2 separate regions of the Mus musculus genome follow, and region 2 is linked to region 1. Evidence: chromatin contacts called from public HiChIP or PLAC-seq data. All regions are on one chromosome and are shown on one strand. The core of a region is the stretch at or near the end of the contact, and the rest is flanking DNA. Distances in the headings are between cores, read along the strand shown.

Region 1 (7,697 bases), core at 3,134-5,633:
AAAGACCCCTCAGCCTGGAGATCAGAGAGTCTGGGAGGAAGTGGTCAGAGGAAGATGGGTGGAGAAGATTTTGAGGAGAGCAGAGGCCAGGGGTCAAGCTGGGTCTATACAGAGCACCAATAGAGTCCCAAGAACTGAGGTTCTGTCCAGTGGATTTACACTATTCTCAGAGGCAGAGAACACAAGGACCAGAGATCTCAGGTCAGACTAGTAGCTGTTTAGCCTGTAGAGTAAGCTTAGAAGATGTCCATGCTCTCAGAAGAATGACTCTGTGGAGGAAGGCAGGGGAACTTTCTGCCCAGAAGACCACAAGTGCATCCCTCATTTGGGTATCAGAAAACAGGCAGAGAAGCCAAGAGACTTAACCTCAACAGGCTGAAACTGCTCTATTGGAGCATCAAGAGGCCCCAACCTTTCTGACAATTGAAGGTTGGATACATTAGAGGGGCCAGGGGACATGTACATATACAGGCTGGGACTAAGTTATTATTTATGGCTGGGGACTACTGCCCAGTACAGCCTGACTCAGTTCCTCATGATCTGAGGCTTTGCTCAACAGGGACCACACACACACACACAAACACACATACCACATTCACACACACACATCCCACACACACTCTCACATACACACTCACTCACTCACACCACACACACACTCTCACACACAACACACTCACACCCCCACACCCCCCCACTCTCACACACATACTCACTCACACCACACACATACTCTCACACACAACACACTCACTCACACACACCACATACACATTCTCTCTCTCTCTCTCTCTCTCTCTCTCTCTCTCTCTCTCTCTCACACACACACACACACACACACACACACACTGTGCCTACAGAACTCCCTCTTCCCCAGACCTCTCTGTTCATGCTCAGCTCACTTCCCCACAAACTCCAACCCTATATCTGGAAACCCCATCCTCTCTGACCCATTCCTTATCTCTTAAGAGTTGGGGTATGTTGGAACAAACCTCAAACAAACTCTTCCAGACCCTGACCAAGGCCCTGTATTGAAACTCCAACTCCTTCCCCTTCACTGCCATTGCCAAACTCAGTTACTCTCTATGACCCTCATCCCCATAGCCAGGACAAGGCAGTTTCTAAAGACAAACGACCTTATCTTGAACAAACAAGTCCAGGAGAGAGAGACTGCAGGCTTGCAGGTAGCCCCAGCAGGTGCATTCCCCAAACCTCCTATATAAACCCCAAGTACCCTCTTCCTGTTTGGCAGACACCCCTTTCCCATCGTATTTGCCTTGATGTTTGAAATAAACACTCCTCTCTGTTGAGACTAACTGGTCTCTTTTCTTCACTTCCCCCACCCCTGCCATCTTCTTAAGCTGCCTCAGAAATCTAACATCAATATTGTTAGAAATAGGTCCAGGGTCCGAAGGAATTGCCACATGATCCAATTCAAAGCATTTGCAAGACAAAAGCTTTACTCCTGCTGAAGGGAACACGCATGCCCAGTTGGGTCCCCTGTGTTTTTACTCCTGAGGTTTTGAGCAGAGTACAACCTTGAGTTCAAAAGTGCTGAGCCTGCAGGAGTCTCAACTTCTGCCATGTGATTTCTTTACAAATTTTTAAGGGAAATGTGGTCTCATGTAATCCTTGGATAGAAAAAAAAATTGTACATTTTGTTTACTCTTCCCACAGTATTACTCAATGGCAATGACAAGGCCAGCCACAGATCACCACTCGCCTAGGACACTGTGTAACAAGTCACATGATTTATACTGAACCAAAATAAACAAACCAACCAAAGGACAACAGTAACAACAGAAACCCCACCAGGACCAACTGGGTCAGTGGAGGAGTTGGAAAGGTTTGGGGGCAGTCTCCAAGATTTTCTGCTTGCTGAGGGATCTAAGAAGCATCTGCCCCTGGGGAGCCAAGGAGTTTATTTGGCTTATGCATAGGCCAGGCTGGAAGTTCTACACCCAGCACGCCCTCCCCACAGCTTGTACTCTGCGCAGAAATGTATACAAATTGCTGAGGGTGAGGTGGCCGTATACATAGGTAAGGTTCCCATGACCCTCCCCCGTTTTTCTTTCTATGAGGGAACTTCTAAATTAACAAGTCCATCTGGAGTGATCTTCTTCAAACAGATACAGCTGCACTCATAAAGATGGCAGCGGTTTGGCTCAAAGGACGGGAAGGTAGTGCTGTTCAACAGGAGTCGGCAACGCGGTTCAGTGGGTATTGCCACCAAGGCTGACAACCTGAGTCCAATTTCTAGAACCAATATGGTGGAAGGAGAGAACTGACTCCCACAAGTGAGCTTCTGACCTCAGTGCACACACACACACACACACACACACACACACACACACACAACTGTAATTTAAAATTGGGGAGGGGGAGAAATTGAGACATTTGGGCCACATGACTCAGGGATGATTCCAGGTATAAGGTCCCAGTCAACAGGCAGCACTGTGATGGGGTCAGAGGGGGGAGGGGTCCAGGCTTAATCACACGAGGACACTGACCTTAGCTTCTCTGGGGACCTCCTGGGTGGTCTCAGAGGCTTAGCAGTTTGCCACTTACACCAAACAGGAACTAATGGTCTCACAGAACAAACAGGTAGCCTGGTGACCTCAGCACACTAGGGATAGGACACACTGGGGTTTACATGGGGACAGGGGAAGGTTGTCCCCATTCTGACACCCAGGACGAGTCTGTTCTCCCTTTAGTTGGTTCAATCACGAAACCTCAGTGCTAGGAGCTAAACTCAGGTCTTCCAGAAGAGCAGGGAGACCTTCGGCTCCTGAGCCATCTGTCTAGCCCAGGGCTTGAGGTGTTAAATCACACATGTACTTTTGGTCATATTCACACAGCAGCTGTTAGAGACAGACCACAGGCCATATCTTATCAGATCAGAACGTCAATTCTGTGTCACATTCGAAAACCAATATCAAAGTCCTGTCCAATCCTACACTGTCACAGGAGAGGTGCCAAGTGCTTGGTTGTCTCCCTGCTGCCTGCTTCGGTGGTGCACAGACTCTCCAGCTGCTGTGGACTCCTCTAGATCACCTCACAGTACCGGCACACTATGACAATTATATTAATCCTTGAGGGCAAAGCCCTGAAGAAGAACAACAACAAAGGCCTACCAGAACAATGAAAAGTTGGGGAGATTTGGGGCTGCACAGTGCTTGTGTGTGTTGTAAGGGTGCATCCCACAGAGGACAGAGTATGGATCTGGCTTGACATGATGGCAGCCATCTTGAGCCACAGCTGTCTGAGTCACCATAAGATGGGTTTTCCTGCATATTTACTTAGCTAACCATAACACAGAGCCTTGAAAGCACATGCGTACTGGATGACTTGGAGGGTGCGCCTGGCTTTTGATGGAATCTGAAGATAAACCAGAGACCTTCAGGCATGAGAGCATGCTTTGGTCTTTATCCACCCAACGTCTGGGTGCCCAGCTCCCCAGGACCTTCCTCTGCCAGTGAGTCTCCAGAATATCTCACTGTGCAGTCCTAGCTCTATTGGACTCTCCCTATTCCCTTCCAACTGCTGTGTGAGTTTATGTGCACATGTGTGTAGGTGCATGCACATCTGTGCAGGTGTATGTGCTGCCTAAAGATCAGCACTGAGTGTGTGTCTTCTTAATTACCCTACACATTAAAAAACATTTTAAAGTCCATGCTGTTGTTGTTTTGAGACAACATCTCACAATACCATCCTGGTTGACCTGGAAACTCTGTGCAGACTTGCAGAAATCTGTCTGCCTCTGCCTCCCAAGTGCTGGGATTAAAGGTGTGGGCCACAACCTCTGGCTTAAATATGTTTTTAAGTTTATCTGTGTGTGTGCACAAATGTGCCACCACATGTGTCCAGATCAGAGGGAAACTTTTAGGAATCAATTTTCTTCTTTTATGGGGATCCCTGGAATTGAACTTAGGTTGTCAGGCTTGGGTGTGGCAAGAACCTTTACCCACTGAGCCCTCTCACTGGCCCAATACCTTATTTTTTAAAGATAAGACTTTGCAGCAAATGTAGTGATTGGCATAGCCAGCTGAATATCAAGTCCCATGAGTCCTCTGGTCTCCATCTCTCAGTACTGGGGTCACAAGCATGCACCATGATGCCCAACTTTTATTAAAGGTGCAGGGGATCCAAACTCAAATTCTCATACCTGCATAGCGAGAACTTTACTGACTGATCCATCTTTACAGATGTCATCTCTTCCTTTGGTCCCGAGCACCTAAGGCCAGGGACCATTCCAGAATGGGCGGCGTGCAAGGCTCTCTGTTTTCATCTCCCAGATGAAAAGGAGGAGCCTCCCACACTGACAGCTCTGTTTGAGCTCATTCCTTTGATTTCCGTGAAAAGGTGACACACCCACCCCACTTCTAGGGAACTGGCAGGAGCCAGCCTCAGAGGACAGAAGGGGATTTAGGGGCCAGGAGGAGATCAAGACAACAAGTGTGGGCTGAGCGAGCTGGAGACAGCCACTGTCAGCAGGCGGTCATCAGGTGAGAAGGTTAATATGCCCCTCTACCTGCTTCCCTAAGCAAGAAGCACCCCTTCTCTTACCCTCTACATCACTTGCCTGCCTGGCTCTCAGGGGGGTGCTGGTGGCTCTGAGGATGTCCTCTAAAAGGGACCTTATGGGGAAGGCAGTTAAGGGAGCCTTGGAAGCTGAGGCTCAGGCTTGAAACTCATTGCTCCAGGTCCATTGGAGAACAAGGATGAGGAAGATGCCCCACCCCACCTACCGCATCCCCTTTCAGATCTAGCCTTGGCTCCACCAGCCAGAATCCACACAGGAGTAGATGTCTGGATTTACACCCTTGGGGGCTCACAGAGGGGAAGAGTCTTGCCTCTGTCACCACTCTGATGCGTGAAGGTTCAGTCCTTAATTTCAAGGTCCTGAGGACCTGTACTCTGACCTTGACAGCTGAACTGGTAGGTTGAATCACCATCTCCCACAGGTGCTAGGAAGGATGCTTGGTGATGAGATGGTGGGTGATACTCATCAGGACACTGCAGAAGGTTTGGCCCTGTGAGAGGAAGCAGGGTCTGATGGAGGCTGGGTCTCAGTGAGTACAGAGATAGCTAGGGTTCTGGGTAGGGGACACAGCCCAGACCAGGAATGAGGGTCATACGTAAAGTACACAATATACATCTCTTTCCATCTTTGACTATGTTTTCCCATGTCTGTCCCTTCCTCTTTATCTCTACCTCTATTCTCTATTTCTCTCTGTGTCTGTCTGTCCATCTCTCTTCTCCACTCCATTACCCCCCAGCCCTGGTCTATCTTTTCCTATTGCTGTTCCTCCCTGGCAGTCCCTGTCCCCAGAGCCTGGGTCCTCATACCCTGGATCTTGGACAAGGTCCATCATGGGCTCTGTGGAAAAAGGTACTGCTCTGAAACACTCGCCTCCATGAGGGTACCAGAAACTCTCCTGCTTGCTCCCTAAGAAGATTTGGGGCCCTGAGACCCATCATCAAAGTCCCAGACTCTGACATGAAGCTTCAGAGTTAGCCACAGTTCCTCAGGACCCTGGGCTTTAATGTCGCGCTCTAAAAGGACAGTGTGGGGAAAGTCCCCTGAAGCCTCACCTAGCACAGAATGGAGTGTCCTGGGTCAGAGCAGGCACTATCAGAGACCCTGGGGTGGGTGTGATCAGAGCCTTAGAGAAAGCATTCTCACATTGGTACTACAGTTAAAAAGAAAGGGGAGTCTCTCCACCTGTGGCCCCTTTGTCTGAATGTGGTGGGCCTCTGCATGGGGACACCTCATTCAGGATGGGTTGTCTAACCAGGATGAGGGCAGAGAGAGCTGCTTCCAAGCAAAGCAGCTGTGAGGGGGTAACCTGGTATCACATGCAGCCAGGAAGGGGCTTGAGACAACTCGGACTCTGGAAGCTGCAGGCTCTTGCTTTCCACACTCGGGGCACAGCAGCTTCGTAGTGAACACTGTCACCCTTTGCAGGGGCCTCCCAGAGCACCCACGGAAGCCAGCCAGGATGTTCTCCATATTCAACATCTGGGGCACATTCAACAAAGTGCTCTTCTTCCTCAGCCTCACTGTCAGCCTTGCAGGGCTGGTGGGCAACGCTCTGCTGCTCTGGCACCTCGGTCTGCACATTAAGAAGGGACCCTTCAACACCTACCTGCTGCACCTGGCTGCTGCCGATTTCCTCTTCCTCTCATGCCAAGTTGGCTTCTCTATTGCTACGATCGTGTCGGGCCATGAGGACACACTCTACTTCCCAGTCACCTTCCTGTGGTTTGCCGTGGGGCTCTGGCTGCTGGCTGCCTTCAGTGTGGACTGTTGCCTCGCCTACATGTTCCCCTCCTTTTGCAGCCCCAACCGCCGTCCCAGGTTCACTTCAGTTGTCCTCTGCCTCGTGATCTGGGCCCTGACCATGCCGGCCGTGCTGTTGCCAGCCAACGCCTGTGGGCTGCTAAAAAACGGAATGAGTCTGCTGGTCTGCCTCAAGTACCATTGGACCAGTGTCACCTGGCTAGCGGTACTGTCTGGCATGGCATGTGGGGCAAGCAAGTTTCTCTTAATCTTTGGGAACTGCTGCTCTTCACAGCCACCCCCCAAGTTCTGCAAGTTGGCCCAGTGCTCTGGGATCCTTCTGTTCTTCTGTCGCCTACCCCTGGTTGTCTACTGGTGCCTGCGGCCAGTCTTAAAATTCCTGCTCCCCTTCTTCTTTCCACTGGCCACCCTCCTGGCCTGCATTGACAGCAGTGCAAAGCCCCTCTTGTACTACATGAAGGGCAGGCAGCTCAGGAAGGACCCACTGCAGGTAGCCCTAAACAGGGCTCTAGGGGAAGAGTCCCAGTCAGGTCTTGGGGGGCTATCCTTGCCCATGCACCAAGTGTAGAGAGTGGCCATTATACGCCCACCTACCCTGCCCTCAGAGCTGCCAGGGGGTCCCAGTCTTGCTCAAACCTTTGCGACGGCCAAGCTCTGATCCTGGGAATTTTATGGCTTCCTCTTGTATGCAGGAGAGAAGGGATGGGGGCCAGATTGCATATTGAACACGCACAGGAGACGGCAAGGAGGGCAGGAACAGACAGAGAAGCAGGTGCGTGAAGGAGGATCCCAGAACTATAATGAGGACATGGATCCTACCTCCTTCTGCCCCTACAGCATCCTACCTGAGGAAGCTGCCCCTCAACCCCAGTACACCAGGAGCTTCCTCCTGCCGTAGATGAGTCAGAAGACTAGAACTACAGCATCAGCTCCTGGGGAGCATTCTCTGCTTTTGGAGAAACTGAGGCTGACCGCCTCCCCAATTCTCCAGCCTGGTGTTACTACTCATAGCAGCCACAAGGTGGAGCTGTTTCATCACTAAATAAACCTAGTCTGTCCTGTGCCCAAGTCTTCCTCAAGTTCTTGCTTCCTGGGCACTTCTGCTTCTCAGGTGTCCCCAAGGGCCGACACAGTGCAAGCAGGGGGCCCTGGATCCTACCCAGATCCCATCCCATCCCCAGCTCTGGGCTCCTCTAGGACTGTGCTCACTCAAGCTTTTTCTGTAGACCCCCACCTTGACCTGTCAGCCAGCTTAACCTACAGTTTGAGAGAAGAGAGAGCTAAGCTTCCAAAGTACACATTATTTTGTACATGTTATGATGTTTCTTTAATAATTAAAATAAAAAAGCAGAAAGCAACCTATCTGCATTGTTGTTCTTAAATCAGTCAAGCC
Region 2 (7,697 bases), core at 1,355-3,854, 1.1 Mb before region 1:
CATAGATCTGTAGGGACCTGCTTTGTGGCATCAGGTATCTGACACTATCATGACCTCTTCTGCCAGTCAGGATCAGGGATCTGGAAGAGGGAGCTAAGCAAGGACAAAGACAAGGGAAGAAAAACTGTGGAGCCTATGGGATGTCACAGTGAACATGGCACACATCTGGGTGAGGCCGGAACTGGCTAAAGATATGAGACAGCGCTGTGCTACTCCATAACCAACTTTGGTGACTCTGTGCTAAGGATTTTCTGTCTGGGCGATGAATCCACACCAAAGGCCTTGTAGTGGGGAAAAGGCAAGATGCTGTGAGGAAAAGTTCAATGCCTTTGTTCTTCTCCTCAAGGCACTGTTTCAAAGCCATGGCCTTATGCATGCTGGTGCATGCTCTGCTGTTGAGCCACTTCCCCAGCCTGGTTTTTGGAGACAGGATCTCACTATCTAGCTGAGGCTTGCCTAGAGTTCCCTGACTGTTGGGATGACAGGTAAGGACCACCACACTCATCTATGAAGTCACTTCTAGGCAGCCCTCTCACTTACCTCAGACCCAATCTTGGCTCCATGTACCATGCCATACCGCTTTCCTTCAACGATCCCCAAGCTACTGCCTTCTTCATAGCCTTCCTGATATCCCTCCCCATGGAATCTGTGATAAAGAAACACACATCATCAGGCAAGATACCTCTTCCTGCCTTGTATTATCCAGATCCCACTGGACCCAGCAGTCTGGGTAGTAGGAAAAGCTTAAAACTCAAGTCACAGAATACAGCTTCTAGGTCTAGCTCTTCTACACCCTGGCCCATTACTGTGCCCATTAGTCCCATTTTTGAGGCAGTATCTCACTGTGCAGCCAAGGCTGGCCTCCAATTCAAGCAGCCCTGCCTCTAGCTCTTGAATGCTGAGATTACAGGTGTGTGCCACCATCTCCAAGAGGAGCCCTGATACATATGGGCTACATTCTGTGGCAAACACTCTACTAACTGAACTACAGCCCCAACCCCTAGAAAGCCAGGTTATCATCTGTAACTGTAGGTAGGCTACACAGATGACTACCAAACCCAGCCGAGCACCAGAACCCACAAGGAAAATGTAAAGATACAAACTCAAGCAAGCTCGGAACACACTAGGAATCTACTTTTGAAAATGTAGGTGTGAGGGTAGGTGCATCTGAGCCTACATGCCATCATAACTCAACCTGTTTGTTTCTAAAACACTCCAAGCACCCAGGACTCCTCACACCTCTGTAGAGGTACAGAAAATGTCCCCAAGATCAAGACAGTATGCCACCACTGGGATGCTCTGGGTAGGTGGGTATTATTGTGTCTAAGAGTTCAACCCTCAAACTGGCAATAAATTGCTGCCGGCGCTGTTGAAGGAATGTTCTGGAAGCCCCCATGTGAGGCAGTGAACAGCTCCCCATTTGGGGGCGTGGGCATCTGCCAGGACCCGACTCCCTAAACCGAGCCTGAGCAGTCACCCGGGGAGGTACCCAACCCACAATGAGCAGCCAGCCTGGAGAGGCCAAGATGACCTGGGCCACCGTCCCGCCCAGGCGTTCCCTGGGGACTTTTCAGGATCCAAAGGGGCCTGCCCGACATATCCATCAGCAGACCCATGAATACCGCCGTATGTGCGGCAATTAAAGGACAAGAAAAAGTGGCAGCTCGCAGATGGCGAAGGCGGGTATCCCCGAGGACTGCCCAGCAGCTGCCGGGGCGGGGCGGAGCCGGGTCTCTCTGCCCACCTCTCATCCGCCATCACGACGGCGTCAAATATGTCCTGCTCCACGGCCATGGCGGTGTCTCGGCTCTCCCCCGGCCCTCGCATTCCTTTCATTCTGTGTAGTAATCGCCAACTGGCGAGACGCGATCACAAACGCCCGGATTGTCAGAATGAAGAAGACACTTCCGTGTATGCCGCGCGGAGCAGGGCGGGTAAGGACGGCAAGCTAAAGAAGCCAAAAAAAAAAAAAAAGCCCATCCCACTGCGCATGGGTAGATGCTACATGGGCGGGGCTAGCCCGAGGGAAGCCTTGCTCCTCCTCCTTGGTACCGCTCGCTCCGTGGTGGGTGGGGCGGGTCAGGTCGCTTGGGGCACGTCGTCTGGGTCGCTCGCGGTGTCCAGACGAACCCTGCTTTTATTTTCAAAATCCAAACAGATGGGACCGAATTCACAAACGTGGGTCTTAAAGAAATGAGAAAAGTTACCAAAGATCTGGCACAGGGGCGTTCCCAGGAAATGGAGGAAGGGCCCAAGGGGCAGGCTTCAAGGAGGGAGGAGTATCCGGCATCCTCTGCTGTCACCGGACTGTCAATCACCGCATCTGTACACTGCACCGGACCCTCCCTGAGGGCTGGAAACGATTTGATACTGCGATATCCTAAAGGGCAGATAATAAATATTGCCCCCAGACATGAAAATGCCCTTGGGGGGGGGTCTTTGAAAATGAAAAAGGTTGTGTGTGCCAGTTACCTTGTTTTTTTTTGGTCTTTTTGTTATTTTGTCTTTTTTTTTTTTTTTTTTTTTTTCCAGAGCTGAGGACCGAACCCAGGGCCTTGCGCTTGCTAGGCAAGCGCTCTACCACTGAGCTAAATCCCCAACCCCGAACGCTAGCACTTGCTGCCAGTATTTAAAGCAAAACTGAAGTATTTCATACACAGTCAAGTATCAGGTGGTTCCGAAGGGCTGGCCGGCAGGAGGAGCCACTTTGTCCAAGCGCTCCAATCTCACAGGCACCCACTCTTCAAACAGCAGAAATTGAAGTTAGTTTTCTCATCATTTCCATCAGAGATACCTTCCAAAGTATAGTTTTAAAGAGTATTCCACAGTACAGTAAGTTCCTTAGGCAACAATTGCTAACAAGTTAATCAGCTCCTGTATAAAAGAGACCAGAGATACAACACTGTAATTGATGGAGGGCTGAATAAGTAAACACGCCACTTGAACTGAATTTCATCTGTGCAAATGAATCCTTAACTATAACAAAATGCTTTTTGAAAATGAGAACTACTGTGTCAGACAGAAGAGAGAAGTTTGAGTCTGGTGATGAACATGATGGCATGTTGACTGAAGAAGAGATAAGCCTGGAGAACAGCCTAGAATGTCTCCTAGGAGTAAAACTTCCGTGATAAAAATAAAATCACAAACTTCAGGAAGGATAGAGCAGTGAGCACTCGCCATGACAGGCAAGTATGGTTTCTCAGGAAAATAAAGTGAGTCCCTCACACTCTGCTCACGCTGCTCACACTGCTCATCAGAAGAGTCTACACCAAGTAAAAAGTTAACCACAAAAAGAAAAAGGAGGCCAGGTGCGGTGGCAAAGGTCTTCTTTTAATCCCAGCACTTCGGAGGCAGAGGCAGGCAGATTTCTGAGTTCGAGGCCAGCCTGGTCTACAGAGTAAGTTCCAGGACAGCCAGGGCTACACAGAGAAAACCTGTCTCAAAAAATGAAAAGAAAAAAAAAGATGTGGGTACAAAACAGATTCATCCTGGAAGCAGGGACAGTGGCCCCCACTTGTAAGCCCCATGTGGGAAGCTGAGGGAAAAGAACTGCCATGAATCTGAGGCCAACCTGGGCTACAGAGTGCATTCCAGACTGGTCTGGGCTGAAGAGTGAGACCATATCTCAAAACATAAAATATAATTGTTTAGAAATAGATGAATGAGCCGGGCGTTGTGGCGTACGCCTTTAATCCCAGCACTTGGGAGGCAGAGGCAGGCGGATTTCTGAGTTCGAGGCCAGCCTGGTCTACAAAGTGAGTTCCAGGACAGCCAGGGCTACACAGAGAAACCCTGTCTCGAAAAAAAACAAAAAAACAAAAAAACAAAAAAAAAAAGAAATAGATGAATGAATGAATGAATTCATCCTAACAGGAGAAAATAGCAAGCTAATGGGCCTTTTGTATGGCACAGAACTGAGCAGCAGGTGTCTGGCCTTTAAATTGGGTAGAGTCCCAGGAGGAACAGACGGAGTCCACGGAAAGAGCAGCCAGAAGTAGCATCTGCCTTCTGAGATGGTTAAAGGCCCTGAGCCCTCTGTTTGGTGGAATTAAAGGGAACTTTCATTGTTCACCAATGTATGAATTTGAGCTGACTTTTGGTCAGATGGTTCAAAAGGATAAGAAGGTCATTTGAAAGTCTGTCCGCTTTGACCTGGTAGTTTAATTTTGTTTGATTTTTGTCTGTGGGAAGTAGTCAGAGAACTGTGGAGATTTGACACCCTATAATGAGCACTGTGGTGAGACTTGTAAAACCTAGCTGGATCTGGTGACAGCCACGGAGAGCAAAGCTGTCAGGCACTAGGAGACTCACTTAAGTTCACACTAGAAAGATGACAAATGCTGACCGTGGCCACCTCAGGATTCAGCAATCCCATGACCTTTGGACTTCTTCCCATGTTTATACAATGCACATCAGTTACTTCTGGATGTTAACCCCCCCCCCAAAGACATGTATATTTTAAAGGTGAAATGAGGTCTGTCCTGTGCTATTCCTAAATGTCTTTTACATTTTTACTTTTTTTTCCTGACTAAATAAAGTCACAAAACACTTGTAATACAGAGAATGGGGGAAAAAAGCATGCAGAATAATGTATTTCTTCAGCCCTCTGATCACTTCTTTCTTTTTGTTAATACTGTTATGTTTCCACCCTGGTTTTTCCCCATCAATTTATATCCCCCTTGAAAAATATACCCAGCCTTATGCTTTCAACATGCTCCCAGGACAATTCACTTATTATGTGTTTAAAATACAATCCTGAGGATAAAAGTTATTAGCTGAAATAAAATAAAATGTAGCTTTTGCAATAAAAAAATAGTTATTGTTGAGGAGAAAGAAGGGAGGACCACTTACAGATAAAGCCTGTGTCTACAATGTAAAATTTGGAGGGTGGGTTCAAGACAGGGTTTCTCTGTGTAGTCCTGGCTGTCCTGGAACTTGATCTGTAGACCAGGCTGGCCTTGAACTCACAGAGATCTGCCTGCCTCTACCTCCTGAATGTAGGAATCAAAGGCATGTCTCATCACCATTGCTGGGTAGAATAATGTGTGTGTATGTGTGCACGAGTGAGTTTGTAAGCACAAAGTATGGGGAAAAAATATATATCACAAAAATTCAAACTATTGATTCTGACTCTTGGTTCAGGACATGGCTTTGGTGAAACTCACCCTGCCCAGCTTGGTTTCCGTCCTAAATATGTTCAGAATCCAGCTTGTCTCAACAACAGGAGCAAAGAGACCCTTTAGACAGACTTGAATCTTCAATGTCATGCTTGCAGATTGCTTTATTCTCAACAAGGTCCAGACTTTAAAAATGGGACCTTAAAAGCAGGAGGGGGGGCCTGGGGGCATGGCTCAGTGGCAGAGCACTTGCCTAGCATTCAAGAGGCCCTGGGTTCAATGCCCAGCCCACTCAAAGGAGCTTCCAAAGAGCCAAATTAATACGTTTTAAGGTACAAATATTATTGATCTCTAAATTCTTACATAATTTTCAAACTCGATGCTCATTTTAGCAACTGAACACATTAGAACTGGGTGAGAAATATCTGAAACACTCCAGCTGATGTCAGGTTTTGGAGGAACCCTTGTGAGAGCCACTTCTGTAACACCTTAGAATCACAGCCCAAATGTTAGATAACACTGGACAGGACAGGTGACATGAGAATGACTGGGGAGGGCCAATGACAGCCCTCCTAAGCATGTCCTCAGGTGTCTGAGAGCTCAGTGTGTTCTATTTAGGCCAGTGGTTTCAAGATATTTTCATTGGACTGAGGCTATGGCTCAGTGGTAGAGAACTTGCCCAGCACATGGGAGGTTCCTGGTTCAATCCCCAGTATTACAGCATGGAATTATTAATTTTCTATTCTTGACCAAATCAGCTTCCAGAAATCCACCATCCCTCATATTTTCTTTCAGATGCAGAGAAAAGTGAAGACAACCCGAGTCCAAAGCAAATCCCTACAAATTCAACATTGAAATGTGCTCACTACAGTAATTGATTTTTATTATTGTTTTGTTTATTTGTTTGCTTGCTTTGTTGGAGGCAGGGTCTTTGCACCCTAGGCTGGTCTCAAACTCAGGGCAATTCTCCTGCCTCAGCTTCTGGAATTCTGAGGTTATAGGTGTGAGAAATCACCACCTGATTTAGCAGTTAATTTCTTTCTTTCTTTTTTTTTTTTTTTGTTTGTTTGTTTGTTTGTTTCGAGACAGGGTTTCTCTGTATAGCCCTGGCTGTCCTGGAGCTCACTTTGTAGACCAGGCTGGCCTCGAACTCAGAAATCTGCCTGCCTCTGCCTCCCGAGTGCTGGGATTAAAGGTGTGCGCCTCCATGCCCGGCTTCTTTTTTATTTATTTATTTAATTTTTTTTTGTTTGTTTTTTGTTTTTTTGTTTTGCGAGGCAGGGTTTCTCTGTATAGTCCCAGCTGTCCTGGAACTCACTTTGTAGACCAGGCTGGCCTCAAACTCAGAAATATGCCTGCCTCTGCCTCCCGAGATTAAAGGTGTGCGCCACCACACCCGGCTTGATTTCTTTTTTTAATGTTATATCTGCATCAAAAAAAAATAGTAGGCTAGTAGCAATCCAAACCTGGCCATGAGGACCGCTCGCTCTACAGTGATTAGCCTGGATCCACACATTGTGTTAGAAGGAAGAACAGCAAGCTAAAACGAAGGCGGGTCATTTGCTCTGATTTTGGTTCAAGAAGAGACCCTAGAAGTATAAATAGGTTTCAGACCGGCATTAAGCGGTCGGGCTCCTGGGATCACACGACAGCCCCGGGTGATGTAATGTTTTTCCTTGTGTGCCCTGGATCTTGTCACTGGAAAATGTGCTCTTTACCTTTGTGAGCCTTGGGTAAGCCTTCCATACTCAGTGGAGGAAAAAAACAAAAACAAATTCTTAACAGGAAGCCATTAAATAACCGTTCACTTTAAATGAATGCTTCACAGAGAAGTGACGACATAATTGGGAAGAAGAGGTAACTGGGAGAGGAACCAAGGGTCCCTGAGCCATTTGGGCTTTCTCCATAAGCCCTCTTCCTGAAAATTGCCAAAGGAAGTCCCAGGAAGCCTGTCAGGAAATCCCATTTTCTCCATGCCTGCTAGGGAACCCCTTACAAGCCACAGCACACCGACAAAGGGTGTAAACGGGTGCATTGCTGAACCGCTTCCAGGTTGAAGAAGAGTCCTGGCGAGAAAGGGCTGCAAATAGCTTGGGCAGAGTGGCGTTGACTAGGGTTGAGAGTGTCAACTGTGCTCTGCCTAACTGGGGCTGGGCTCTGGACACTCCAAAAGGGGAAAAAGAAGTTGAGCCGTCTCCAGGAGTAACCTCTGTGAGCCTAGACTGTTCTTGGAGAGGTCCTGCTCTGCTTACATAGCAGCAGAGAGACTTGGGGAGCCGGGACCTGCTGTGCACCCATGAGACATCATGACTACGGTAGGAAGGGTTAATTTGGCTCCGGCTATAGGAGAGTGCAGTCTACTTTGGCGGGTAACCCTTGAGGGTTGGGCCGGGCTGTGGTGGCACATAGCCCTTTAATCCCAGCACTTGAGTTCGAGGCTAGCCTGGTCTACAGAGTGAGTTCCAGGACAGCCAGGGCTACACAGAGAAACCCTGTCTCAAAAAAAAAAAAAAAAAAGGGGGGGGCGTGGTGGCGCACGCCTTTAATCACAGCACTAGCAAGGCAGACGGATTTCTGAGT

Evidence for each region. HiChIP or PLAC-seq counts read pairs in DNA pulled down with a chosen protein or histone mark.
Region 2: an HNF4G HiChIP or PLAC-seq map of pancreatic cancer cells shows a contact between it and region 1. The contact joins the promoter of Bc1 here to the promoter of Mrgprg in region 1. A contact is called at or near these places in 2 of 39 promoter capture datasets (hippocampal neurons and pre-B cells) and 1 of 115 datasets of contacts at active chromatin or transcription factors (pancreatic cancer cells).

What each region holds. Positions count from the first base shown.
Region 1 is chr7:143,763,679-143,771,375 of GRCm38.p6, reverse strand. Mrgprg (MAS-related GPR, member G) reads left to right here and starts at 4,383. Exons shown (of 2, transcript NM_203492.2): 1 at 4,383-4,505; 2 at 5,969-7,666. The coding sequence starts at 6,003. The coding sequence ends at 6,872.
Region 2 is chr7:144,909,377-144,917,073 of GRCm38.p6, reverse strand. Bc1 (brain cytoplasmic RNA 1) reads right to left here and starts at 2,604. Exons shown (of 1, transcript NR_038088.1): 1 at 2,451-2,604. LTO1 (ABCE maturation factor) reads right to left here and starts at 1,974. Exons shown (of 4, transcript NM_001357869.1): 1 at 1,745-1,974; 2 at 541-646. The coding sequence starts at 1,836. Gm39119 (a long non-coding RNA gene) reads left to right here and starts at 6,537. Exons shown (of 3, transcript XR_870078.2): 1 at 6,537-7,432.